7 separate regions of the Mus musculus genome follow, and regions 2, 3, 4, 5, 6 and 7 are each linked to region 1. Evidence: chromatin contacts called from public Hi-C, HiCAR-type, HiChIP or PLAC-seq and promoter capture Hi-C data. All regions are on one chromosome and are shown on one strand. Each heading gives the region's core, a stretch centred on a gene start, on an enhancer-like site or on the middle of the called end of the contact. The rest is flanking DNA. Distances are from core to core; before and after follow the strand shown. Region 1 holds the start of Auts2 (autism susceptibility candidate 2). Region 2 has its middle 110 kb from the start of Gm36667. Region 3 has its middle 140 kb from the start of Gm36667. Region 4 has its middle 210 kb from the start of Gm36667. Region 5 has its middle 230 kb from the start of Gm36667. Region 6 has its middle 410 kb from the start of Gm36667. Region 7 has its middle 400 kb from the start of Gm36528.

Region 1 (3,548 bases), core at 281-2,780:
GTGCTTGGACAGAAAGAGAAGCAACTAAGAGATTGCTGAGAGAAGACTGTCGGTGAGTATAGATCAATTCCAAGTGCCTTGAAAAAACGCACAGCTATTTTATCCAGAGAGGCTGGTCGCTTTGGTTGATCGATTCTGGGCTGTAGTCAGCTCTTTAATACAACTTTTTATAAGCATCCGTTACATCGTGGTGGAAAACGTAGGGAAGCCACCTCTGCTCCATCCTCCTGCAGCTAAGCAGTAAGCGAAGTCTGCAGCGAGGGGGATGGCGGTTTGGAGTCCTCAGACTGGGACGGCCCCGAGCTACTCAGTCCCTTGCTCCAGGTTCAAGTTCCCGGTGTCTGGCTGCTCCAAAGCGGCTAGCGCCTCCTCAAAGTGTCTCCCACAGAGAGACCAAAAGTGCTGGCCGGGCGGGGGTCGCCTGGGTTCAGGGGCACTCTGGCATTCAGTGTTCTACCACGCAGAGTAGGGGGTCGGGGGAAAGTTTCCAACTCTTGCTTGATGAGCCTGGACGCAGCACTAGACTGACTACTCTTCTTGTCCCCAAAGTGCAACCTCTTTGGGTCCATACTTTGCACTTCCCCGCGCTGCAAGCACTTTTTATTTAAAAAAAAAATTTTTTTTTTTTTTTTGCACCGGGCGCGCGCTTGCGCGCGGGCAAAACACCTAGAGGTACTTCAGAGTAGTTGAGCCAGCAAGAGCTTCAGGAGTGGAGGAGATAAGGCACTCCGGGAGCAAGTGTCCGGAGAAAGGTGCCTGCTACGCGTGCGCGCGCGAGTCCTCCGTGCGTTTGGCGGGATGTTGGGGCAGCCTCCAAGCCCTCGAACTTCAACTCCACACCGGCCTGTGACCGACCCCTCCAACACACCCCCCACAGCCTCTGGAGACCCCTTCCGCCCCCAAGTGCGCAGGCCCGGCCGCCCCAGCGCGCATGCCCTGGGCTCGTGGAGCGGTGGCCAGCCCCTCAGCCTTTTTGCTTTCCACACACTCTACAACTAGGGGAGGGGGGCGGGTCACGTGATCTAGCCCGGCCCGAGGCGCGCGGGAGGAGGGGGGACGGGGACGCGCGTGGGAGAGAGCGGGGGGGGGGGAGAGGCGCGAGGGGAGGGGCTTCTCTCGGGAGCGCGCAGCTAGTGGTGCCTGAGTGGAAGGGGCGGCCCTCGGGAGCGCGCCCCGTGGTGCCGGGGGTTTTGGGGAGGGGGAGAGAGAACGAGGCGTGAGAGATTCTCGGGAGTCCGCGAAGGGGGAAAGGGGGGCGGCCCTCGGGAGCGCGCCGAGTGAGGCGTGAGGGGAGGGGGTAGCTCTCGGGAGCGCGTGCAGAGCCAGGAGGGCGGTCCTCGGGAGCGCGCGCAGAGCGAGGCGCGAAGAGGGCGGTCTTCCAGAGCGCTCGCCGGTGAGCGAGCTCGAGCGCGCGTGCGAGAGAGGGGGAGAGAGAGAGAGAGAGGGAGAGGGAGACGGCAAGCGGGCGGGCGCGGGGCTGGGCCGAGGCGGGCGGCGGCGGTGGGCCGGCCGGAGGGGGAGGAGCGGGCGCTGTGTGAGCGAGGCGGGCGGAGGATGAGGCCGTGCCCGGGCTCTGGCTGCAGCCGCCCGGGGACACGCCGTGCACCCTCGGGCTCCGGGCTCCGGCGGCGGCGGCTGAGGCAGCGTTAGCTGAGAGCGAGCGAGCGAGTGAGCGAGAGAGCGAGCGGCATCTCGCAGCGCTTCTTCCTCAGGCGGGGCGACGCGAAAAAGAAGAAGAAGAAGAAGAAGACGAAGAAGAGGCGGCGGCGCCACCACACCGGTGTATCTCGGGTTGGAGACTGCTCTTTGCTTTCCTCGTTGACTGACTCACCCCCTCCCCCTTTATAATTTTATCTTAAATTTTTTTGGAAGAAGGGTGACCTCTGGAACTGGGGGTGGGGGGAGATCTACAATTTGTGTGTGTGCGTGCGTGCATGTGTATGTGAGGAGGGGGTCGGTGGCACGCGCCAGGCTTTGCAATTCTTCTCTTCTTTCATCTTTTTCTCCTCCTCCCCCCCTTGAAGACCGAAAAAAAAAAATCCCACAACTGCTTCAGCGTCCTCCTCCTTCCCTTCCTCCTTTCCTCGGGCAACCTCTGTCTCCGCTTGTGATTGCGTGGTTATGCTCCCCTCTCTGGGGGGTCTCGCCCCTCTCAGCTCGCTCTCCAGCCCTGGCTTCCCTTGGATGCATTTCTTAAAAAAAGACTGGGAGCCCGGGAGTGAGTTTTTCTGCGAGGCGAGTGTGTGAGAGAGGCGGAGGTGTGGGGTGTTTTCCTGCACGAGGGGGCGGGTGAAGTTCATTGCCACCCACCCCTCACTTCACCGTGACCTTTTCGGACCTCGGGCTTTTTTTTTTTTAAAATTTTTTGGGGGGTCTCTAGAGAAAGGGAGAAGCAAGGCGATTTCAGTGGTGGGGAGAGAGCATGGCCGCGGGGAGGGCTTCCCCAGTCTCTTGATCAAAGCATTCCGCTATTCTGATTTATTGCCTGCTTGGTGAGTTATTTTTTTCCCCCTTTCCTCTGTAAAGGAGACCTGTGTGTTCAGCCATTACTTTGCTCGGCGCTGTTCGCAGGCATCTCCGACCCTCGGTGCAGAGGGGAGCCCCACACTTCGCCCTCTCGCTTCCCCGTCCCTCCCTCCCCGTCTCCCCGCCCCTTCCCCCTTTTTTCTTTCTCTTTTCCCCCCTGCCCTCCCTTCTTGTTCTTCTTCGGATTCTTTTTTTTTTTTTTTTTTTTATTTCTCCCAGCCGCTTTCTCCCCCGCGCCCTTCCTCGCGGCGGGAGGGAAAAGCCCGTGCAGGAGGAAGGGGGGCTCGGTGTCAATTTTTTTTTTCTTCTTGGGGTGTGTGTGTGTGTGTGTGGCCGCGGCCCGAGCCTGTGGCGCGCGGGTAGGTGAACGGGGAAGATCCCCGGCGCGGTTAAAAGAACCATGGATGGCCCGACGCGGGGACATGGACTCCGGAAAAAGCGGAGGTCTCGATCACAGCGAGACCGGGAGAGACGCTCCCGGGCCGGGTTAGGAACCGGTGCGGCGGGTGGTATAGGAGCCGGCCGGACCCGGGCTCCCTCGCTGGCTTCATCGTCGGGCTCCGACAAGGAAGACAATGGAAAGCCCCCATCCTCCGCCCCGTCCCGGCCCAGACCCCCGCGGAGGAAGCGCAGAGAGTCCACCTCAGCCGAAGAGGACATCATTGATGGATTTGCCATGACCAGCTTTGTTACTTTTGAAGCGCTGGAGGTAAGGGGGGACCCCCTTTTCTGTTCCCCCCATGGTTTCCTTTTATGCATGACACCCCCCACACTCGGCTGCACCCCGGTTTTCTTGCCTCCCCCGCCGCACTCGAAGCTCTCAGTCTCGGCCGAGGTCTTATTGTTGGGTGTGGGGTTGTATGTAGGGGGAGCTGGGGGCAGATTGGCAGCAAGGAGGGAATCGCTAAGCTGTATGCCTGGTCTGGTCTTCTACTGGTTTCGTTCTTGTCCAGCTTGCCTTTCCCTTGCGCCCCCTTCCTGCACCCCCACCTCCCTCCACAGCAGATGGGTGGAAAGAAAGG
Region 2 (3,548 bases), core at 766-3,265, 940 kb before region 1:
CATAGGCATTGCTCTCTCTCTCTCTCTCTCTCTCTCTCTCTCTCTCTCTCTCTCTCTGTCTCTCTGCCTCTCTGTCTCTGTCTCTCTTAAATCAGTTTACTTTAAAATAGACTGGAAGCTTGGACATTGGTCACCCATGAAGCTGGTGTCTTATCAGTCCCGATTTGGTGCAGAAGTCTTGGAAGTTTCCTGGAGAGCCTCAGGTCCTTATTCAACAGGGTGAGCTTGCTCACAGTTTTATTAATTCCTGCTCTATAGACCTCTGTGAAGGAAGCAGACTGTTAGTTCTCAACTTACAGATGAGGGAGCAAAGTAGAGAGAAGAGGCTGGGTAACTTTCGGGCAACAGCAAATAGATGTATAAAGGGACCTTGGGGTCCATCTGATTCCAGTATTGCCCTGGAGTGATTGCCAAAAAAAAAAAAAAAACCACCCAAAAAAAAACAAAACAAAACAAAACAACAACAAAAAAAAAAAAAAACAAGAAACATTCTATCTCGAGGGAAGCAGTTAAGACTAAAGAAGTAAAACAACTCATAAGTTTCAGGAAGTCTCTGAAGGTGGCAAGAGTCCCAAAGTTATATAAGTCTCCTCTCCAAGGTTATATACACAGTAAAGTTTGCTGGGAAGGGGAGACCTTTGTACCTGTGGAGCTGTGTGAAAGTCAGGCAGGGAGCTCTTGGGTTCCAGCTTTCATGAGCTGTCACCCTAGCTGGTGTGAGTTTTGAAAGATATGTTTACAGCCGCTTTTGAGTTGGTTTTGCTCTTGTAAGTCACTCTTCCCTCATATTCCTGTAAGTACCCCAATATACTCATTGGGTCACTAAGTTGAACTTTGGTGTTCCTGTTATGTTAGCCTGTTGTTGGTTCCCTGTCTGTGGTGAGTAGAGGTCCGTTGGTTGTTTCCACAGGTAAAGTGTAACACAGCAAGGATCCGTGTGTGCATTCATGTCATGCTTGTACATGAGGATTTGGGCCTTGGTAAGTCTAAAGAAGTAGAAATGGAAGCTTTACCCAGAAGCCCTTCTAATAGTTACTACTAAGAGTTTTTCCTGGGGAACTAACTATCCCCATGGACGTGAGGTTTTACTAATATCAGGCAGGGGAGTTGTCTATTGCTTGATTTACTATATTAGAACATGGTTGGTATTGCTTAGATCCTAATTGCTGACATTATCAGTGGCCACAAAACCCTTGAGAGATGTGCTTTACTGGAGGAAGATGGTGACCAGGGGGCCTTTTACAGAGCAGAACATCTCTTCCCAAGGGGCCCAGGGAGGTCAGAAGACAGCCTCTGGAGTAGGTCCTCATCTTCCACCTTGTTGATCCAGTTCTTGACTTCTGTTCTTTGAAGCTATGTACATACACCAGGCTAGCTAGCCAGGAACTTCCAGGGGTTCTTCTTCATTCCCTGCAGCTCACTGTGCAAGCTCTGCATCACACTCCTACACCTAACTTTACAGGGCTTCTGGGTAATCATACTCAGGCTGTCATGCTTCTGTGGAAAGCCCTCCAACCACTTAGCCATCTCCCCAGTCCCCTCCCTACCTCTGACCTATGTTTTTCAGATCTTCCCTCAAACATGAGGTGAGCATTATTCATCCTACTGGAAAGGTGAATTCTCAGACTGAAAGCTTTGCAGGGTTAGAGAAGGTCTCAACAGTGACAACCTCGGTGGCCTCGCTGCCCTTGGCTCACTGCCCCTTTCCCTTGGTTCTGTTCATCTTCCCGCAGTACCTTGCTGATCTGTCATTCCAGAGCCATCTCCTGTGCCCTTCTCCGTCACCACCTCTAGCTAACAGCCTCTTTCCCTGAACTTTATATAAGCTGGCTCCTTCCCAAGGCCCCGTGGCAGCTTTCCCAGTTGCTATTTGTATCTGCCCGGCATCTCCCAGGTTCTCCTCTTAAGCTCTTATCTCTTTTTTGGCAGCCAAATGCCCTCTGTTTTATTCTCTCCCTTGGGCACACTCATAGGATGGAACAAAGCCGAGAGATTGTTCACTTTCTTAACAGAAGCTGTTTTGAATTCAGCCCCAGCTGCTACACCTTTCAGAAGTGAGATGGCTCCCAGAGCAGATGGCTCAGCAGTGGCTATTTTAAGCCCCAGAGTCACAAGAACACACCCCAAAATAACTCAGTCCAGCAGGGGTCAAATACGGAGCAGAGCTGCTGGCTTCAGAGAAAGTATGACCTCTAGCTCTCTGGAGTCATTGGCTTAGTCAGGACTTGGGGTTTCTGGTTAATGTGACTTTTCAGTGCAGTGTCTCAGCTGATGTTTTCTAGCTGACTTGACCACATGCTCAGCTTCACTTGGGGGGAAAAAATCCTCTGGCTATGATGATGCCAGAACTTATATTCCAGTCTCTGTAGCTGCTACCAGACTGGCATCAAGAGGATTTCTCTTTGCCCCTCTGAATCACTTATCTCATTGTAGCTTTGAGGTAAGAAAATGCTTTAGTATTGGGAAGATGGTCCAGTTAGTTAAGTGCCTGAATTTGATCCCCGGAACACATGCAAAGATCCACTCTCTTATTTATATTTCGATTGCTGTGATAAAACACTCAGTCATAAAGTAACTTGGGAAAGAAAAGTGTTTACCTGGTTTATACTTCCAGGTCACAGTCCATCATTGAGGGAAGTCAGGGCAGGAAGTAAGCCAGGAACTTGAAACAGAAATAATGGAGGAATGGTACTTACTAGCTTATTCAAAAGCTCATGTTTAGGTAGTGATTTTTATTTTTTTATAGTCCAGGACCATTTGCCCAGGGAATGGTGCCACCCATAGTGGGTTAGGCCATCTTACATCACATTAACAATCAAGATAATCCCTCACAGACTTGTCTGATTTGATCAGTTCCTCAATTGATACCCCTGTCTTAGGAATCTCTAAGCTGTATTCAGCTGATGGTTACAGATAACTAGACCAGTCAAGTATGGTGGCATATGCTTGTAAGCTCAGCTCCTGGGAGGCAAAGACAAGTGGATTCCCATGGTTCAGTCATCAGACAGCCTAGCTGAGACAATAAGCCCTAGCCCAATAGAGACTTTATTTCAAAAGAACAAGGTGGATGACTCTTACAGAATGGCACCCAAGACCTCTCCCTCTCCCTCTCCCTCTCCCTCTCCCTCTCCCTCTCCCTCTCCCTCTCCCTCTCCCTCTCCCTCTCCCTCTCCCTCTCCCTCTCCCTCTCCCCCCCCTTCCCTCTCCCTCTCCCTCTCCCTCTCCCTCTCCCTCTCCCTCTCCCTCTCCCTCTCCCTCTCCCTCTCCCTCTCCCTCTCCCTCTCCCTCTCCCTCTCCCTCTCCCTCTCCCTCTCCCTCTCCCTCTCAGAAAGAAAGAGGAGGACAACTACCTTGAAGTGCAATGGCCTGAACCATCAATTATCTACTCCCTTTCATGTCCATGAACTTGTCTAAAGAATAATTAACCTGAGCCTGGTTGATCTTGGTTCTAAATTTCATATTCATTTCTCCTGCTTGACGGAGCTCTTATCTCATTGGGCCAAGGGTATCTCTTAAGAGCATGTGCTAGCTATAGCCATGGAAATGCA
Region 3 (3,548 bases), core at 281-2,780, 910 kb before region 1:
AACACTCACTGAACCTTGAGCTCCCAAGCTCACTGCTTTGCCTGTATAGGCTGGCTCTCCAGTGGGCCCCATAGCTCCTTCTTTCTTTTCCTCCCTAACTCTGTGATTACAAGCACATGGCACCATGCCTGTTTTCTTTTTTTGTTTGTTTGTTTTTGTTTTTGTTTTTTGTTTTTATGTGGGTCCTGGCAAATCTGTACTCAGTTTCTCATGTTTGCCTACCAAGCAGCTTACCCATTGAGCCATTTTTCTAGCCTTTGCCCCCTTTCCCTATCAAAATAGAAAAAAATAGAGGGCAGTAAGAAAGAGGAAGTTAGAAGGGAAAAGAAGCAATGGCTTCCACAAATGTCTACTCCAAAGTCTGCTTTGTTAAAGTCTTGCTCCCTAGATGATGGCATTATTGAGAAGTGATTGGATTATGAGAACATTAGCTCCAGCCACTGATGAAGTCATAGCTGAATGAGCTACAAGAACATGAGACCTGATGACCTTGTCAGAGAAATTAAGTCTCTCAGTTTCCCTGTCTCTCCTCCTCCTCCTCCTCCTCCTCCTCCTCCTCTTCCTCCTTCTCTCTCTCTCTCTCTCTCTCTCTTTCTCTCCCTCTCTTCATACACACATACACACACACACACAACACATGACACATGTCTCATTCTGCATGGATACACATACATACACATATGTCTCTGTGTATATATACACATATATATGTCTCCATCTGCATACATGCACACACATATATACATATATATACACATACATATACATCGTATAATAATCATATAATATACATCTACATCATCTACATCTACATTACATGTGCATTTGCATATACATATACATCATATACACATAGATTTGCACATATGCATACACGTATACCTCCCCCCCCCCCCGGATCAATAAGGTAAGTAGCTTCCTCCACAGCGCCTATATATTTTTTCATCTCATCACAAGCCCACAGCAATGGAACTGGGTAAACCGTGAAATCCTGAATCAATGTAAATCTTTCTTCTTTAAGTTATTTACCTCAGGGATTTTTGTCAAAGGGATGAAAGTTGACTAATATGCATGGACTGGATAAATTTTTGCTAACTGTTTTCATCTACCTAAATCCTGTCTCATCAAAAAGGTGACTTCTCTAATTAATTAAACTTTAGGGCCCTGCCAGTCTCTAGAAACAGGTGCCTGGATGCTCTTTAAGCGTTCCTGGAATTGGGGTGGGACGGGAAGCCAATATGAATAGAAGGTTGACAGCAGCGTGACAGGCTGACTTTAACTCTTATTCCCTCTGCTAGCCGATGAAACACACAGTTAATTTCCAGGATCATGGCTACTGGGGTGGCAGCTGAGGGAAATCAAAGACTCAGCAGGTCCCCATAATTCATACTCATTTTGTGTAGCCAGAGTGGATGATGGGATGGCGGGGTATAAAAAAGTCCCCAGCTCTTGCAAGCACACTGCTGTGTTGAGGCCCATCCCACAGCTCTGTCTCCATCTGCATGCATGCCCAGGGCCAGCCAAATCTGGATTCGTGCAGGGAAAGTAAATGGAAATGCCCACTCTTCACTTGTTCAGGCTGCTGAGGCAGCTGGCACCGACAAGTGACCCAGTTCTAGCATCTAATCGGTATTGTCTGCACTTTGGGGGCATCCTTCTCTGAGGGACGCTCATTGTGATCCATTCTATTTACCCACAAATGCCAGAATTTACTTCCGAGGAGCTACACATGATAACACTCTCCCTGTGTCAAAGACTTTTATTTGAGATGAAAGACCCAACAGTGCCTGGCTTGTCTGATTAGAGCTGTAAGTTCTGTGATTATCCTCAGAATACAGACAGGGCTTCAATTGTGGCTTTGTTCTTTCCCTCCCCTCAAGGCTGGTAAGCTGAGAACTAAGCTTATTCCCTAAGACAGCCTTGTGCCGGCTAGTTGCTCAACTGCTCAGTGTCACACAGGTTCATAGATATGTGTTTCTCCATTTGTATATGTGTGTGTTGTGTCTGTGCATGTGGTGGGCATGTATGTATACACACATGCATAGTTGGAAAGATGGATGGATAGATGAATAGGTAAGCATATAGATTTAGTATTGGTTATTCTCACTGTGAGATCTGATATACCAGCCACTTATGAAAAACACTATTTTCCTTAACCTTTGTGGGTAGGAGTGTAAAGAAGTTTTATAACTATGATTATGAAACTGAATACAGAGCAAGGTACTTCCTGGGTGGAGGATCATGTCACACAGATATTAGAAGTGAGCTGGGGATATGGGTCAAATACTATGGTGCTTACTGTATACACGTGAAAGCCTGGATTTGATTCCTAGAAACTATGTATTAAAAAAAGGCACGTGCCATTTGCTTACCATTCCAATCTTAGAAAGGTAGAGAAAAATCAAACCTTGGAAGCTCACTGGCCAGCCACCTTTGCCTACTAGGCAAGTGCCATGTACAATGAGAGACTCTGTCTCAGAAAAGGTAGATGACTCATGAGGAATTGGTTGTCCTCTGGCCTTCTCATATACATAGATCAGCACATATAAACACATGGAGATCCATCCACATACCCTGCCCCCCACTATTAGTAACTTTTTAGTTGCTGTGATAAAAATACTGTGACAAAATCAAGTCAAAGAAGAGAGGGTTTATTTGGCTTATGGTTCCAGGGTAGGGGGGTCACCATGGTGAAGAAAGCATAGACACAAATAGGGAGAGCATGGCAACAGGAGCTGGAAGCTAGCTGATCATAGTTTTACACACACACACACACACACACACACACACACACACACACAGAGAGAGAGAGAGAGAGAGAGAGAGAGAGAGAGAGAGAGAGAGAGAGAGAGTACAAACTTTGAAACCCTACCTCCACTGAAGTACTTCTTCCAACAAGGCTCAATCTCCAAAGGGTTTTATAACTTTCTCAAAAACCCACCTGGGGATTGGGTATTCAAATACATGAACCTATGAGGGACATTTCTCATGTAAATCGTCACACAAAGATATCAGATATGACACTTAGACTTGAGAGAGGGTTGGTTTTCAGCAAAGCAGAGCCATATCCTGGTGGCTGTCATATTGTTCATTCGGGAACCTTTTCCTAGAGTGATCTGTCCAGATTCCTAAAATAAATGTCTGTAAGATACTGAAAAATTTTCTAGTACTTTAAGAAACCATGTGAGAGCTGGAGAGGTGGCTCAGTGAGTAAGATTGCTTAGTGTAAAAGCACAAAGACCTGAGTTCAAATGTCCAGCACCCACATAAAAAGCTGGATGTGAACACACACACACACACACACACACACACACACACACACACACACACACACACCTTCAATCCTAGTATCTTGGGAGTTAAGGTGGGAGTTAGAATTAGCCTGGCTTGCTGGCTGCCAGGCTAGTTCAAGGTTTTAGTGAGAGATACTGTCTCAAGAGACTGAGGTGGATAGCGACAGAGCAGGAGGACATCTGGTATCTTCATCTAGGGTGTATCCATCTGTGCACATACACATGGCCATGCATCACACACATACACCTCCAAAC
Region 4 (3,548 bases), core at 444-2,943, 840 kb before region 1:
AAGCCAAGCCTGAAACTGAAGCAGAGACCACGGAGGAACACAGCATACTGGCTTGCTTTCCATGGCTTGATCAGCTAGCTATCTGTAGTTCCAGTCTGGGAACAGGAAAGGTGGAGATAGAACATCTCCAGAGCAAGCTAGCTAAGACTTATTGGTGTTCAGTCTAGTCTAGTCTATACTATTATATGTTCATTATGTATATTATAAATTATTATATATTAAAATTATTATATGTAACATGTTATTATTATATTATAATATATTGTAGCATATATGCATATGTATAATGCTATAGCATATTAATTCTCATTAACTAGGACAATAGCCCTATTGGTTGTGTCCTAGTTTCCTATATATAGCACTGTCAAAAGACAACTTAAAGAGGGATACCACTTATAGATTTCTCTCCCCTGCTTTGCTGAATCACCTTTCTTATACAGTCCAGCACCATCTGCCCACAAAACAGCCCCACCCATAGTGGTCTGCGTCCTCCCCCCACATCAATCACTAATCAAGAAAACACCCACAGACTAGTCTGATGGGCGCAATTCCTCGATTGAGATTCATTCTCCCTAGGTAACTCTAGTGTGTGTCAAGTTGAGAGAAAGTAACCAGTAGAGGTGAGCTCTGGGTTTGACTGGCATTCCCTGCCTCACTGGGCAAGGTAGGAGAGCAACTGAGGGTGATCCCTGATATCAACCTCTAGCTTCCATGTGTACAGTCACACAGGTGTATAAGCATCCCCACAGACATGTGCCTACCCACATGCAAACATGTATGCATATTAGAAATATAAACCAAAATTGTGGGAGGGAGGATAACTCTCCTCCAATTTGCAATGTGTGATTTCTTGTGCATATCTCACAGCAATGGGAAAAGCAACTCAAATAAGTCATCACTGGCATGCAGATCCATCTACAACACTTGGAGGGGCTCAGTGAACACTAGGTGCTCAGAAGTGCTTGCTGAGTGAGTGACTACATGGAAACATGGATGGGTGAATGAAACATTCATCTTTATATCCAGCCCTCTGAGGCACTTAGCTCAGAGCCCGGCATGCAGCCAGGACGTGATAAATATGTGTTGCACTAAATGGGAACACCCAAAGTTATCACTTAACACACACAGAAGTAATGCCAGATAAGAACTTGAGAGCATCCAGTACCCAAAAGCAGTGCTCCCATTTAGAAAGCCAAAAGCTGCACAACTCATTGCTCATGTCTCCTAGAGGAGTACAAATTAGTGGCTTGGAAAATTCCTCCCGGCTCCAGGGTGATGCTGACATTAACCTAAATAGGAAAAGCCCTGTGGTCTTGCTGGGACTTGTCTCCCAGGGAGAGTTTGCTCAGGCTTGAGAAAATCCAGAAACAATCACGGGATGCCTGCTTTTAAACAGTCACCTCAAGGGTCAGATAAGCTAGACATGTTCAGTGACAGGGAATCATTCTCAGGGGCTGACACAAGGGGCTCCCCACAGCAAGTCCTTAGCTGTCAGCACAGAACATGCAGGACTTCTGGAATGAGAGAGAGCCTTGTGATGTCCACCCAAGTCACTGTCTCCACATTCTGTAGGTCCAGCACAGTTCATGGTCTACTATGGCCCCCAGGGAACGGTAAAGAGGCGGGAAGAAGCACAGGGTAGATTACTGCACATGAATTATTTATTCTTATTAGCATATGAAAATGCTGTCAACGGCAAGCAAGCCTGCAATATTGCTAGTGGCAGCTAGACCCATGTGTATGGGGCCAGAGAGGCTCATGTGCAATGAAAGCAAGCATATGTTCAACTTGAACAGCCGGAAGTGGTTAGAGAGGCTGCTGTTGTGCCTCAGACTCGATTTGGATTCTCCATGTCATGGGGCAAGGTAGAGAGGTACTCTAAGTGAGAAATGCACACACATCTAGACGAAGGGACATAAATGCACTGTAGAGAACAGTGGTCCTGCACTGTTGGTGCTAATTAAACTTACACTGTGCACCTGTAACCCCAGCACCATAGGGAGGAGACAAGAGAACCACTGGAGCTTGTTGGCTGCCAGCCTAGCTCCAGATTCAGTAAGAGATTATGTCTCAAGGTAGTAAGGTGGAATACGGCATATAACAGTTATCCTCCTCTGGACAACATGCACATGCATAGAGCACACACATGCATGTACATACACCACACATGCAAATTGAGATGAACAAGAATCATTATCCCAGTGGACCCTTAAATGCCTCTCTCCTTCACAACACTCATCACTAAAAGCTTGGTCTTCAGTGAAGCATCATACAGAGGTGGGGGCTTTAGGGGGGGTGATTGGTTCATAAGAGCTATGATGTCATCAGTGGATTAATTAAGCATCAATGTTCATAGCTAAGTGGACAATATGGGGACAGTAGAACCTTCGGGAGATGGGGCCTAGGTCAAGGAAATAGATTATTGGGAACATGCCCTTTAAGGGTAAATTATTTTGTGTGCCTTGGTGTGTGTGTGTGGTGTGTGTATGTGTGTGTGCATGTGTGTTGTGATGTATATTGCTTATGCGTATTGTGTGTTGTATGTATGTTGTGTGGTGTGTGTTTTTGTGTGATGTATATGGTGTATGTAATGTGTGTGTGTGTGTGTGTGTGTGTTATGTTCAGTACATGCAGGTGAGTATGCACATACTGTCTTCCATGGCAGCTATTTGGACTCCTTCTAGATCTTTCTACAATTAATCAATGCCACTTCTTTGTTCCCAGCTCAAGCCTTGAGTTCTGGTTCTGATGCATGAGACCCAGAATTATTGGTGTCCTCTGGGGATGCTCAGGGCTAAGGAGCTGGCTGCGCCCAGATCAAGTGGAAATTAAAAAGGGCCCCGAGGATTGCAGACCCAGGCTTCATTAAGACCTAATGAAAACTTGCCATGGGCTGAGCACAGGCACGTATGAGCCTTTTCCTTTTTTCCCCTTTTGTGGCAGCCTTCAATATGATTCTACTATGTCTGGAAATCCAATAACTTGAGTCAGAGGCTGCAGCAGGGGGATGGTAGATTTCCTCCCAATCGAAAATTGGGTTTCTGGGATTTAACGTAATGCCGTTGTTAGGAAGGTCCTTAAAGAGGGCAGCAGGGATGAGGAAGTGTTTCAGGGGGTAAGAAAGATTGCTGTTCAAGCATCAGGATCTGAGTTCGAATCCCCAGCACTTACACCAAACGCCAAATTGCCTCTGTGTGTGCCTGAGACTCCATTGCTGTAGTGGGACTTGCTGACTGCCAGGCTGTCTTCAGTTTATTGAGAGATTTTATCTCAAAGGAATACGTAGAAATCTAGAGAGCAGGAAACTTACCACTCTCTCCTGGCCTCTGTATGTGTGCAAACAGGTGCACATTTGTGTACACATGTGTGTTTCTCATACCTACTCAAGTGTAGCATTGCCTGGTACCAAGCATTGAATATAGAAGCCAATAGAAAACACTCCATCCTCAAGCCAAAGTAGTAGTGAATGGTGTAGTCCCTGTGGATCAGCCAGGCTGCTGAGTACACAGGCATTTCAAAGCAGGTGGCAAGATCTGCAACAGTTGGTT
Region 5 (3,548 bases), core at 617-3,116, 820 kb before region 1:
AGTGCTAACCATAAATGAATCATCAAGCATTCTGGAAGGAGAACTTCACAGAAGCAGGCAGTGAGTTTCCTTTCAAGATAATCTGCAGGATGATGAACAGGTAGGGAGAAATGTGGGTCAGCCAGAGACTGTTTAACACGTAAGCTGGTGACCTTGGAAAAGAGACCAAACTCAAGGAGGTGGTTGAGGTATCAGCAGGACTTGGTGCAAAAAAAGCAGGAAACCCCTGAAACTTGAGGATAACAAAGGCAATCTGGCCTGAGACACTAGGATTGTATCTAATGATACCATCAGGAAGCCCCATGGAGGTCAGTTTTGCTAGCCATATACCTCAAAAGATAATTTTAAGTAGTAGTAGTATAAAGTAGTAGTAGTAGTAGTAGTAGTAGTAGTAGTAGTAGTAGTAGTAGTAGTAGAAGCAGCAGCAGTAGTAGTTATTTTGGCTCATGGTTTCAGAGAGCTCAGCCCATCATGGAGGGGAGAACATAATAGAGAAGAGATGCTCACATCACAAAACCTAGGAAAAGGAGAGAGAAGAAGGGGAGGTGGGATAGAAAGGGAAGGGAGAAACATGAGGTGAAGGGAGGTGGGGAGAGAAGAATTAAAAGGAGAGAGAAAGGAGAGTGAAACACTAGGGCCAAGAAGGTCAGGGAGGGGAAGAAGGAGGAAGAAGAGAGAAAGAAGGGAATGAGAAAGGGGAATGGAGAAGGAGAGGGGGGAGAGAGAGAGCATTCACCATATTAGCAGGCTTCTTTCTTTCTCCCCGTTTTAGTTTCTCTAGCCCTCAGCCTATTGGAGGTGGCATTCATATGTGAGACAAGTCTATCTTTTCCGTTTATCCTTTTTAGTAACACCAACACAGGCACACCAGAAGTTTGCCTTACCTAAATACCTTCCAGTTCAATCACGTTGACAGTCACGACTAACCATCACATACATCACTGGGGAACTAAGGAAACATAAAAACTAGGACTTTAGAGAAGGGTTACTTATGACAAAGAAAGAGTGACTGTCATACATGATGCTAGACCTCAAGTCCAGTGAGCACAGAGAACCAATCCACTGACTTGGCAGAAAGAATATGATCCTATTTAATAACAGATGTAATATCCTCCACAGAGCACCTGCATGTCGTAGGTTGAGGAAAAGCTGTGGCACAAATAAGCAGAGTCAGAAAATGCATTAACTATACAGGAATCTAATTATGAGAGAGAGAGAGAAAATATATGGGTGTACCAGGAAGCCAATGGAGGAGTGGACAGGTCCAGGAAGGACATTTTCTAATGGGTTCTCTGGGATAGCATTGATGATAGGATTGGCCCTTAAAGGAGAGAGAAAGCCAGTGGAGGAGCTGCAAGCATCAAGGGAAAGTGCCAGATTAGTTTGTTCACTCTGTGAGGAGGAAAGATAGAGGAAGTGTGTGCACAATGCAGCCAGGCAGATAGGCTGGAAGTTGACAAGATGTGATGATGAGATTCTATTCTCCCAATTTTCTCAGAAAACATTAATGAAATCTGATAATTCTGGAGAGATGAGAAGATCAAAAATTGGAGGATGGTAGAGAATTGAGTGTGGACATAAAAATAGAACACCACACTGCTGAGGTTCTACTTGCCAAAGACAATCTAGACTGAGCCTGTTGACGATGTGCTATGGCCATCTACAGCTGTGTTCAGACTGTGGGTCTGAAAGTTCAGTTCCTTTTGAGGCACGTAGGGTGGAAGATGGAAGAAACAGGATTCTTAAGTGTGTCTGGAAGGCAATGATGTCAATAAAAATTGCAAAATCTAGCCACAGCCAGGATGGAGCAGCACATGACTAAGAGGTATGACAGAGAAGTGGATGATCCAGCAGATTGGCAGACCCAATGGTGCCAAAATAGGGGTATGAAAGGCAACGAACTGCAAAAAACATGGTGACAGTTACCACAGTGATCGTTTCCATGGTGATGGTTGTCATGGTGATGGTTGCCTTCTGTAGGAAATCTTGGCATCTGGGTGGCAACACCAAGGCATGTCTTTGTCTTTTCCATATCTCATGGCAAGGCATGAAAAAGGACCCAAGAAGACTTAACACATTAGTGGGTAAAGTAGGAAACATGGGTGACATTAGTTTTGAAGGCTTACTCAGAAGAATGGGGAAGAGAAACAAATGTAGGTTGAACCAGAAACTGCTCTAAGTGGAAATTAAAAATGGATCTGCAGCAATGAATACGAAGTTAAAAAGTGGGTGGGGAGTTAGAAATATGGAAGTAATAGATAATTCAGGAAAGTTCAGTAGAGTCTTCTTGGGTTTATAAAGCAAATCTCTGTGCTTAGGTCTCCAGCCACACAATATACACTCAGATGTTACAGTTCTACCGATGGCAAACACTATTGTGGGTATTCTAGCTTGGTTTTTGTTTTTGTTTTTTTCTGTTGCTGTGGTAAATTACACTGACAAAAGCAACGGAAATGGAAAAGTGTTTATTTTAGCTCACATTGGCGAACTTAAGGCAGCAAGAGCTTGAAACAGTTCGTCATATCATGTCACATCTATGAGTAGAAGCAAAGAAGGATTAATGTATGCACACGGGTCATGCTCTCTCTCTCCACTTATACACTCCAGGATCCCAGCCTATGGGATGGCGCCACCACCAGTGGGAAGGGCTTCCCACCAAGTAATAAAATAAAGATAATCTCCCACAGGTGGCTCATTTCCTAGATGATTCTAGACACTGTCAGGTTGACAATCAACACTAACCTTTTCAGTGCAGATGCCCCTTGAACATGTAGTTTATAGGATGTTGAAAGTGTGTGATGGTTCTAATTAGAAGCCGGCCTATGATTCACTTCTCCATGAGCTTGATACTTGACAGACAGTGAAGTATCCCACAATATTAAACAAATGGAGGGAAAAAATGCCTGGATTGAACACCTTGCTCTATTGCAAAATAATGAATCAACAATTTAAGCTTGGCAAATGAAATAAATTCAGAAGAATATTGCATTATAGTCTACACAATAATTTTCAAACATGACCATACATAAGAATAAGAATGCCCCAGGGAAAAAATTTCTAAACAGAACAGCAATGGCCTGTGCTGTAAGATCAAGAATAAACAAATGGGTTCTCATAAAATTGCAAAGCTTCTGTAGGACAAAAGATACTGTCAATAAGACAAAAAAGGCCACCAACAGATTGAGAAAGATTTTTTTACCAATCCTAAATCTGATAGGGGACTAATATCCAATATACTCAAAGAGCTCAAGAAGCTGAACTCCAGAAATTCAAATAACCCCATTAAAAATGGGGTTCAGAGCTAAACAAAGAATTCTCACCTGAGGAATACCAAATGGCTGAGAAGCACCTGAAAAAATGTTCAATATCCTTAATCATCAGGGGAATGCAAATCAAAACAACCCTGAGATTCCACCTCACACCAGTCAGAATGGCTAGGATCAAAAATTTAGGTGACAGCAGTTGCTGGCGAGGATGTGGAGAAAGAGGAACACTCCTCCATTGCTGGTGGAATTGCAAGCTTATACAACCATTCTGGAAATCAGTCT
Region 6 (3,548 bases), core at 281-2,780, 650 kb before region 1:
AGTTCAAGTCCTAGCACTCACACTGGTTGACTCACAGCTGATCTGGTCATGGCATTTATAGACCAGAGCAGAGAGAAATGAATGCACCCATGCTGCCCGCATGCTTGCTCTGCTGGATTTTCTCTCTTACATAGGTCAGGGCCCAGCCTAGAAGATGGTGGCTCCTATTTCTAAGGTAGGGTTTTCCAATCTCAATTAAAAATCAAGCACTCCCATGGCTCAACTTTCATGGCTCAATGAAAGTCCTTCAATTGCGGCTTTCTTCTGGGATGATTCTAATTACAAACCATGCCATGACCTTCTGAAAACTATCAACTATAACCCAGAATTAAACTATTGCAATTACCTTTCTACCATAAGTTATTTTGTGTGTGGAGGGGGGCTATTTTTATCATAGTAACAGGAGCAAACCAAGACATGATTTGTCATCATACTTATCTACAGATAAAGGTTCACAAGTGTCTTATGGAACAACTAATGGCTCTTCACAGTGAAGATATGTTAATCACTGCTGACCCATTATATGACAGTTTGAGTCTTTGACCCAATGAAGTATAATCCATCACCTTCTAGAAAAATTTCCACTCATACCTGTTTCAAAAACAAAACCATCTGAGATAAGATACTGTGCATGGTTTGTAATTAGAATCATCCTTCATTGATAATAAATAATGTCTTCCAGTGTGACATCCATGCTGGGCCATCTACTCTTCATGTTCCAGATATTTCTTCCCCCTAGGGAAATAAATATTGTAATCCCAAATTTAGCATACTTGTGATATTTCTTGCTATTCCAATTACCTGGTGTCCAAAAAAACACTGAATTTTCATCACTGGGAATAAAAAAGTACCAGCCTCACTGATCTATTAGGGAAAGGATAGGTCGCCCCAAATCAAACAGCAATATATTGCTGCTGTTGCTCACAGAACGAATTGCTACTCTGGAGAATACTCCTTTCCTAAATGGCTATAAAGGCCCCACACTCCAGAAAAGTCAGAAGAAAAATTACCTCCCAGCTTGTGCATTTATTTTTATGGCTGTCGCTGATCATTCCCTCCCACTCCTGCCTACAACATACCCCAGAGCCTGTCAATTCCCAGACCTAATCCTACACCAGTTTTCAAAATCCCCACCGAGTCAGCTTACTGAAATGAGATGATCTGACCGGCTTCTTTGCCAGACTTCCAAGTCAAGTGTTATAAAGTGAACTGAGTCTCTCTGTCTTTATAAGTGCATTGTGAACTTTATAGTTTAATATTAAACTTGCATCATAAAAAATGGCTCATAAATGGCTAATAAAAATCCAGTTTACAGCTTATAAAGTGCATCAGGAGTTTGCACGGGTTTGCTTAAGGAGATTTATGTGCTGGCTCTTTTGTCTCCTGCTTCAAGACTGTTTTCCCATTCCAAAACACAAAAATCATTAAAAGTAGCTGTTGAGAAAGAAGACCTGGTTGAACTCTGTGCGGTACCACTTTTGAAGTCTACTGGAAATCCAGGCATGACATACCACTATTCACTGATGCAACAGGAAATGCCTGGGCTCCAGAGCTAGTATCATAGTCCATGATGCACGGCAATACAGGCGCCTTCGGGGGCTCAGATACATTAGCAGAGACCTTCAGACCAACTAAGTTCAGCACAGTTGTTAGAATGAAATCATTGGATTCCTGGGATATATAGCTTAGTTGGCCTCATGCTTGCCTTATGTCTTAGATTGCTCTCTGTTGCTGAGATAAACGCCCTGACCAACAGCATATTGAAAGAGAAGGAAGGTTTCTTTCATCTTAAAGGTGACACTCCATCCTCCAGGGAAGTTAGGGCAGGAATTTGAAGCAGAAGCCACGGATAGGTGCTGTTTACTGACTTGCTCAGTTATCTTTCCTATACAGCTCACATTCACCTGCCTAGGATTGGTATCGCACACATTTGACTGGATGCCCTTATATTAAATAGAAATAAGAAAGTGCCTTACAGACATGGCTCCAGTCCAAACTAATCTGGGCAAGTCTTCAGTTGAGTCTCCTTCTTCCCAGGTGACTCTAGGTTCATGTCAAATTGACAGCTGAAGATAACCATGGCACTTTGCCAGAACGAGGGTCTGAATTCAATGCCCTGCACACACATAAAAACCAAACGTGGTGGTATATGCCTATAATTCCATTGATAAGGAGTTGAAGATGGGAGGATTCCTTGGGCTCACTGGTCAGCCTGCCTAGCCAAATATGTGAGCTCAAGTCCAAGAAGAGAACTTTTCTTAAAAACAAGGTGGGTAGCGTTTGAAGAACAGCTGAGGTTCTCCTCAAACATCTCTCCCATCCTCAAATAAATTACGTGTTAGCCTCAGTTGGTGAGCAAGAAGAGCCTTCCAAAAACTGGAGAAGTGTCAAGATGCCAAGCCTTAAGCCGCAGATTCATCAGGCTCCCTTCAAAGCACAAGGTGTCCCCTCTAATGAGTTCCAGGAGATGACCTGACTTGCCCGTCCTCCCTCTCACCATCTCCTCTGCCTAATGCATTCATGATCTATGCGACTGCAGTGTGCTCCCCCCCCCATCTTATTTCATATTTTATTGCCCATTGCGCTGCTTTACCCAGGTTTATATACTTCATTATGGTCTCTCCTGTCACCTCCATTATTTCATGTTTGATTTTTTTTCTTTTAAGCTCACTGGATGGCAGCTGCCTTGCCTCCCCCCTCTCCCTACTGCCCTCAACCGCCGCCTCCTACATCCATCTGCAAGGTCTTCTTCGGTAAGTTGAGTACAACTCTTGACACATTGCCAAGGAGGCATCATGACCTGGATGCAGACTCTGGAAAGTGCAGCCACTGCCTGTCTTGAGAACATAGAGAGCTATGTGGGAGTTTAGGTACCTATGACACCTTGAGACATGTAGTTATCTAGTCTGTATGTGGGGTGATGGATATGTTTACATGTGTACACATGTGTGTTCGAATGCACATGTGTGTAGAGGCCAGAAGTCAACATTGGATATCATTCTCTATTATTCTCCCTCCAATCCATTTTGAAGATTTTATTCTTATGTCTATTATTGTATGAGATATGTATACATCTGTGCAGGGGGAAGCAGAGGAAGGCATTGGAGCCCCTGTAGCTGGAGATAAAGGTGGTTTTAAACCATCCTATGTGGGTGGTGGGATCTGAATTAAAGTCTTCCACAAGAGCAGGAAATGTCCTTAACCACTGAATCATCCCTCCAGTGTTTCCACTTTCTTTTTTTTTGAGATAGGATCAATCACTGAACCACTGAACCTATAGCTCACCAATTCATCTAAGCTGGCTGACCAGAGATCACCCTCCTCTCTCCACCTGCCAACCCTGTTGGCATGAGCCATCCTGCCTGGCTGCTTTCACATGGGTGGTAGGGATTGAACTTGGGTCCTCATCTCTGTGTGATAAGCATGTTATTGACTGAACTGTCTCTCCAGCTTCTTGTTTAGCTTTTAAGTGGGTCACATGGAAACAGAGAACAGATGGATGGAACTGATCTCCAAAGAGGTTATATACAAAGTGAATTTTAAAACCC
Region 7 (3,548 bases), core at 419-2,918, 610 kb before region 1:
CTCTCTTCCCTCCCCTAGAACCCACCAAAGGTTACTATCGCCTCAGTTAGGTGTGGCTTGTAAGCCCTTAGTCATCCATGTTGGACTGTGACTGATTTGATCTTGTATAGGTCTTGTGCATACAACCACAACCACAGCTTCTGTGAGTTCATGAGTACCAGGGGTCTATCATGTCCAGAAAACTCTTTGACTCTTTGTCCTTCTCAGTCTCTGACTCTTACAATCTTTTTGCCTTTCTTCTTCAATGATACCTGAGTTTTGATGGGATATGATGTAGATTCATGACTGAGGACTCCAGTGAGTCTCTTAGTTTTATTATGAACTGGCAGATTCAGTTAGCCTTAAGTTTAAAAAAAAAGCAATGAAAAGAAAAAAGAAAGAAAGAAATGAGTGTTTCATAAGACTGAAGTCTCTTTCACTCTTCCAATGTGAGATATTGATGGTTGGGTGTAACTCAATTGTGTATTTCTTCTGTAATGAAGTTTATAGATGACCACATCATATAACAATATCAAAAGTTTGGGCAACCTGATTACAGAATCTAGTAATTCTTTTTAAAAAGATTTATTTATTTATTTATTTATTTATTTATTTAATATATGCACATGAATGCACTGTCATTCTCTTCAGATACACCTAAAGAGACATCTGATCCCATTACAGATGGTCATAAGCCACCATGTGGTTGCTGGGAATTGAACTCTGGACAAGCTCTTAACCACTGAACCATCTCTCCAGCCCTCTAACAAGTAATTCTATAGAGAATTTTCAGCTCCTTCCCTTTCCCTGCCATGTTCACTGGATGGCATGTCCCTCTACCTCATGTATGCTGATCTCTAAACTTAGATTCATAGGCATCAAATCTTCTTGTATCCTTCTAGGCAATGATCTTGTGTTCCTTGTCTCTACCCAGGACTCCTGATAACCCAAAGGACTTGACCAGCCCCTGTACAGCCGGTTCCTCACAAAGAGTAATGAGGAAGTCACAGCTATAGCTTGTAGCCCCAGGCCCTTAGCCAATGTCTTAAATCAACATTCACAATGTCCCTTGTCTATAAAAAGATCAGCATACATGAGGCTTCTAGCAAAAACCTTGTCAACCAGAGAGATTCAATTATATTCTCATGTGCACATACTATTCAAATACACTCCAACACTTACCTTTTTCGTAAATCTTTGTGTGTGTCATGTGTGTTCAAGTATGTGCATATAGGTGATACATGCTATGGTGTACATGAAAAGGACAGAGGACAACCTCAGATGTCAGCCCCAATCTTCCACCTTGTTTGAGGCAGAGTCTCCTGTTGCTTCCTACCCAGTATATCAGACTAGCTAGCCATGAGTTTCTGAAATTCTCTCACTTCCTCCTATCTCAGTGGAGAATTCCAGGATCACTTACATGCATTAGTGCATCTGGTTTTCATGTGCATTCTGGGATTTGAACTCAGATCTTCACACTCACATGGCAAGACAATCTACTCAACCTATCTTGTGTTTTCCTCCCTCAATAAAGGCCTGGGCTTCCCTGGCTTATAGCCTAATTTCTTTCCCTGCTTCAAAGAAGCCCTGAGACTGAAAGGAAATAGTTTGCCTTCTATTCAAAGGAGTACAGCCTCCCTTGCTTCCCACAAAAGACATTGATATTTGCATAAAACCTGAATTGAGATGCTTCAGAGTGGCTTGTGCATGCAGAAAGGCCCTTGCTCCCCTCCTGTCTGTCAGCCTCACCCGAGATCATATGCCCCATGTCTCTTCTTCCACACAGCCAATCTTGGAGCCAGCCAACACGCAGGAGGCAGGAATGGAGCCAGCTGCTTGACGACTTTAATGTTAAAATGTGTTGAACATTCACAGGCCACGGAACTCTACTAAGTGAACCAAATGGGCTTCCCTAAAGCCATATGCTCCCTCCATCACCTCCCAGCTGCAGCCCTCCTGTGCACCAGGAATAGGCTTGTTGGGGATGGCTCAGGAAGTGTAGAGGGATTTTTTTTCTTTCCTGCTGAGCTGCTAATACCAGATGCTGATGTCACAATCAGAACTGGCAGAGAAAAGTCAAGCAGCAAGCAGAGCATTCCCCCAGAGAACAAGAATGTACCCTTTCTCTAATGAGTGCTTCTGAGAGGCATCTTTACATGTTCACAGCCCCGCTGCATCCTTAGTTAATGAGATCATTACAGAACTACTGAAGAGATGTGGTGGGGACTGGCTAAGCTGTTCAACAGAGCACTCTTACTCTTGGATATACAACTGCTCCAATCTTCCTGTGGCTATTGGGATTTAAGGCATGATATCCATGGGGTTCAGTGACATAGGTATTTAATACTAGATACTCAGGCAGGTGAAGTAGGAGAAGTAGGATCAAGGTCAGTATGAGCAAATGATCGAGTCTCTATCTCAAAATAAAATGTAAAAGGCAGGGCTAGGGCTATAATTCAGTGGTAGAGCCTAGTCTCCCCCAGTGAGGGTCTGGGGTGTGGCTCAGTGGTAGAGCACCTGCCTAGAATCCCCCAGTGAGAGGCTGGGGGCGTGGCTCAGGGGTAGAGCACCTGCCTAGAATCCCCCAGTGAGGGGCTGGAGCTGTGGCTCAATGGTAGAGCCCCTGCCTAGAATACTCCAGTGAGGGTCTTGCAGTGTAGTTCAGTGGCAGAGCAGCTTCTTAGAATCCCCTAGTGAAGGGCTGGAGCTGTGGCTCAGTGGTAGATAGAGAACCTGTCTAGAACCCCACTGAGGAGGTGAGAGTAGGGCTGGCTCAGAGGATCTTGTTCCATTCTTAGTACTGGATTACCAAGTCCTATAGTTCTGGCTAACATGGTAGGCTTCTTTCTACATTCCTGGCTCTATCACAAGTCCTTGAATTTTTTTCCCCAATTCCACAAAAGAGAGAATGCCTATCTTTATGCTGCATATGGGGAAACTAAGGTGTGAGTAATGTAAATGTTAAGTCCAAGGTCACAAAACTGGAACTAGGGTTTGAAACCAGACAGTCAGACTCCAGATGCTATAGTGATAATTACTGTCCTGTACCATCTTCCTCAGGGACCAGAAAAAAAAATCTATGACCTGAAAAGAAAGATCCAAATATAATTATTTAAGACAACTACTACTGTCTAAATACTCTCATGCTACAAAGGAACATTTTCTATGTAGTTTTAGTTATAAAATCACAGGGAAAAAGAGGACTTAGTAAATGGTCAATTAAATGCTAAAAGATTCCCCTCCCATAATTCACACTAAATATCAGAAGCTCTGTTATTTTTCTAGCTCCCCTTAGAGATACATGATTCTGAGAATGAGTGGTAGTATCTTCCAAACCTCTTTGACTCTGAACAACAAAAGTTGGGAAAAGAACCTTACCTTCACTCACCTTCAATGTCCTTACCTGAACAAGCAGAGGTAAGAACAGAAACTTAAAGGTGCATAGTGCTCTTCACTATTGTGAAACTCAATGAAAGGTGGCGATAGAAGATGCAAGAATGGGAGCATAGATGAAGCCTAGATCATAGGCAGATCAAGTCAGATCAAGTGCAAGTTCAAGTTGGGGACAT

Evidence for each region. Promoter capture Hi-C pulls out the DNA fragments that hold promoters and counts their contacts. Hi-C and Micro-C count contacts between places; a contact is called where the count stands out from the background. HiCAR-type assays count read pairs that join an accessible place to other places. HiChIP or PLAC-seq counts read pairs in DNA pulled down with a chosen protein or histone mark.
Region 2: a contact with region 1 is called in a promoter capture Hi-C map of hippocampal neurons, with 4 times the contacts expected there. The contact joins the enhancer-like site here to the promoter of Auts2 in region 1. A contact is called at or near these places in 3 of 39 promoter capture datasets (hippocampal neurons, maxillary cranial neural crest and second pharyngeal arch cranial neural crest), 1 of 484 Hi-C or Micro-C datasets (cardiomyocytes), 8 of 115 datasets of contacts at active chromatin or transcription factors (cardiomyocytes, craniofacial prominence, embryonic basal ganglia and 5 more) and 1 of 9 other capture datasets (pancreatic islet).
Region 3: a contact with region 1 is called in a HiCAR-type map of astrocytes, with 8 times the contacts expected there. The contact joins the enhancer-like site here to the promoter of Auts2 in region 1. A contact is called at or near these places in 1 of 39 promoter capture datasets (hippocampal neurons) and 6 of 115 datasets of contacts at active chromatin or transcription factors (VIP interneurons, astrocytes, embryonic forebrain and 3 more).
Region 4: an H3K4me3 HiChIP or PLAC-seq map of embryonic hindbrain shows a contact between it and region 1, with 4 times the contacts expected there. The contact joins the enhancer-like site here to the promoter of Auts2 in region 1. A contact is called at or near these places in 2 of 39 promoter capture datasets (hippocampal neurons and second pharyngeal arch cranial neural crest) and 6 of 115 datasets of contacts at active chromatin or transcription factors (embryonic basal ganglia, embryonic forebrain, embryonic hindbrain and 3 more).
Region 5: a contact with region 1 is called in a promoter capture Hi-C map of hippocampal neurons, with 5 times the contacts expected there. The contact joins the enhancer-like site here to the promoter of Auts2 in region 1. A contact is called at or near these places in 1 of 39 promoter capture datasets (hippocampal neurons) and 7 of 115 datasets of contacts at active chromatin or transcription factors (astrocytes, embryonic basal ganglia, embryonic forebrain and 4 more).
Region 6: a contact with region 1 is called in an H3K4me3 HiChIP or PLAC-seq map of embryonic limb bud, with 5 times the contacts expected there. The contact joins the enhancer-like site here to the promoter of Auts2 in region 1. A contact is called at or near these places in 2 of 39 promoter capture datasets (hippocampal neurons and second pharyngeal arch cranial neural crest) and 9 of 115 datasets of contacts at active chromatin or transcription factors (astrocytes, craniofacial prominence, embryonic basal ganglia and 6 more).
Region 7: a contact with region 1 is called in a Hi-C map of cerebral cortex, with 3 times the contacts expected there. The contact joins the enhancer-like site here to the promoter of Auts2 in region 1. A contact is called at or near these places in 1 of 39 promoter capture datasets (hippocampal neurons), 1 of 484 Hi-C or Micro-C datasets (cerebral cortex) and 8 of 115 datasets of contacts at active chromatin or transcription factors (SST interneurons, craniofacial prominence, embryonic forebrain and 5 more).

What each region holds. Positions count from the first base shown.
Region 1 is chr5:132,541,202-132,544,749 of GRCm38.p6, reverse strand. Auts2 (autism susceptibility candidate 2) reads left to right here and starts at 1,530. Exons shown (of 20, transcript NM_001363480.1): 1 at 1,530-3,235. The coding sequence starts at 2,927.
Region 2 is chr5:133,486,473-133,490,020 of GRCm38.p6, reverse strand. No RefSeq gene overlaps it. Among named protein-coding and RNA genes, the nearest start is that of Gm36667, 110 kb to the left of the region's middle. Within about 2 kb of position 2,015, at least 40 of the 459 cell types and tissues checked have an H3K27ac peak or open chromatin away from gene starts, as enhancers often do. A contact at or near this core is called in forebrain, hippocampal neurons, neural progenitor cells and 1 more, where this site is marked.
Region 3 is chr5:133,451,868-133,455,415 of GRCm38.p6, reverse strand. No RefSeq gene overlaps it. Among named protein-coding and RNA genes, the nearest start is that of Gm36667, 140 kb to the left of the region's middle. Within about 2 kb of position 1,530, at least 46 of the 459 cell types and tissues checked have an H3K27ac peak or open chromatin away from gene starts, as enhancers often do. A contact at or near this core is called in VIP interneurons, astrocytes, embryonic forebrain and 1 more, where this site is marked.
Region 4 is chr5:133,383,741-133,387,288 of GRCm38.p6, reverse strand. No RefSeq gene overlaps it. Among named protein-coding and RNA genes, the nearest start is that of Gm36667, 210 kb to the left of the region's middle. Within about 2 kb of position 1,693, at least 6 of the 459 cell types and tissues checked have an H3K27ac peak or open chromatin away from gene starts, as enhancers often do.
Region 5 is chr5:133,364,324-133,367,871 of GRCm38.p6, reverse strand. No RefSeq gene overlaps it. Among named protein-coding and RNA genes, the nearest start is that of Gm36667, 230 kb to the left of the region's middle. Within about 2 kb of position 1,866, at least 9 of the 459 cell types and tissues checked have an H3K27ac peak or open chromatin away from gene starts, as enhancers often do. A contact at or near this core is called in hippocampal neurons, where this site is marked.
Region 6 is chr5:133,187,988-133,191,535 of GRCm38.p6, reverse strand. No RefSeq gene overlaps it. Among named protein-coding and RNA genes, the nearest start is that of Gm36667, 410 kb to the left of the region's middle. Within about 2 kb of position 1,530, at least 9 of the 459 cell types and tissues checked have an H3K27ac peak or open chromatin away from gene starts, as enhancers often do. A contact at or near this core is called in embryonic limb bud, where this site is marked.
Region 7 is chr5:133,154,946-133,158,493 of GRCm38.p6, reverse strand. No RefSeq gene overlaps it. Among named protein-coding and RNA genes, the nearest start is that of Gm36528, 400 kb to the right of the region's middle. Within about 2 kb of position 1,668, at least 18 of the 459 cell types and tissues checked have an H3K27ac peak or open chromatin away from gene starts, as enhancers often do. A contact at or near this core is called in cerebral cortex and embryonic limb bud, where this site is marked.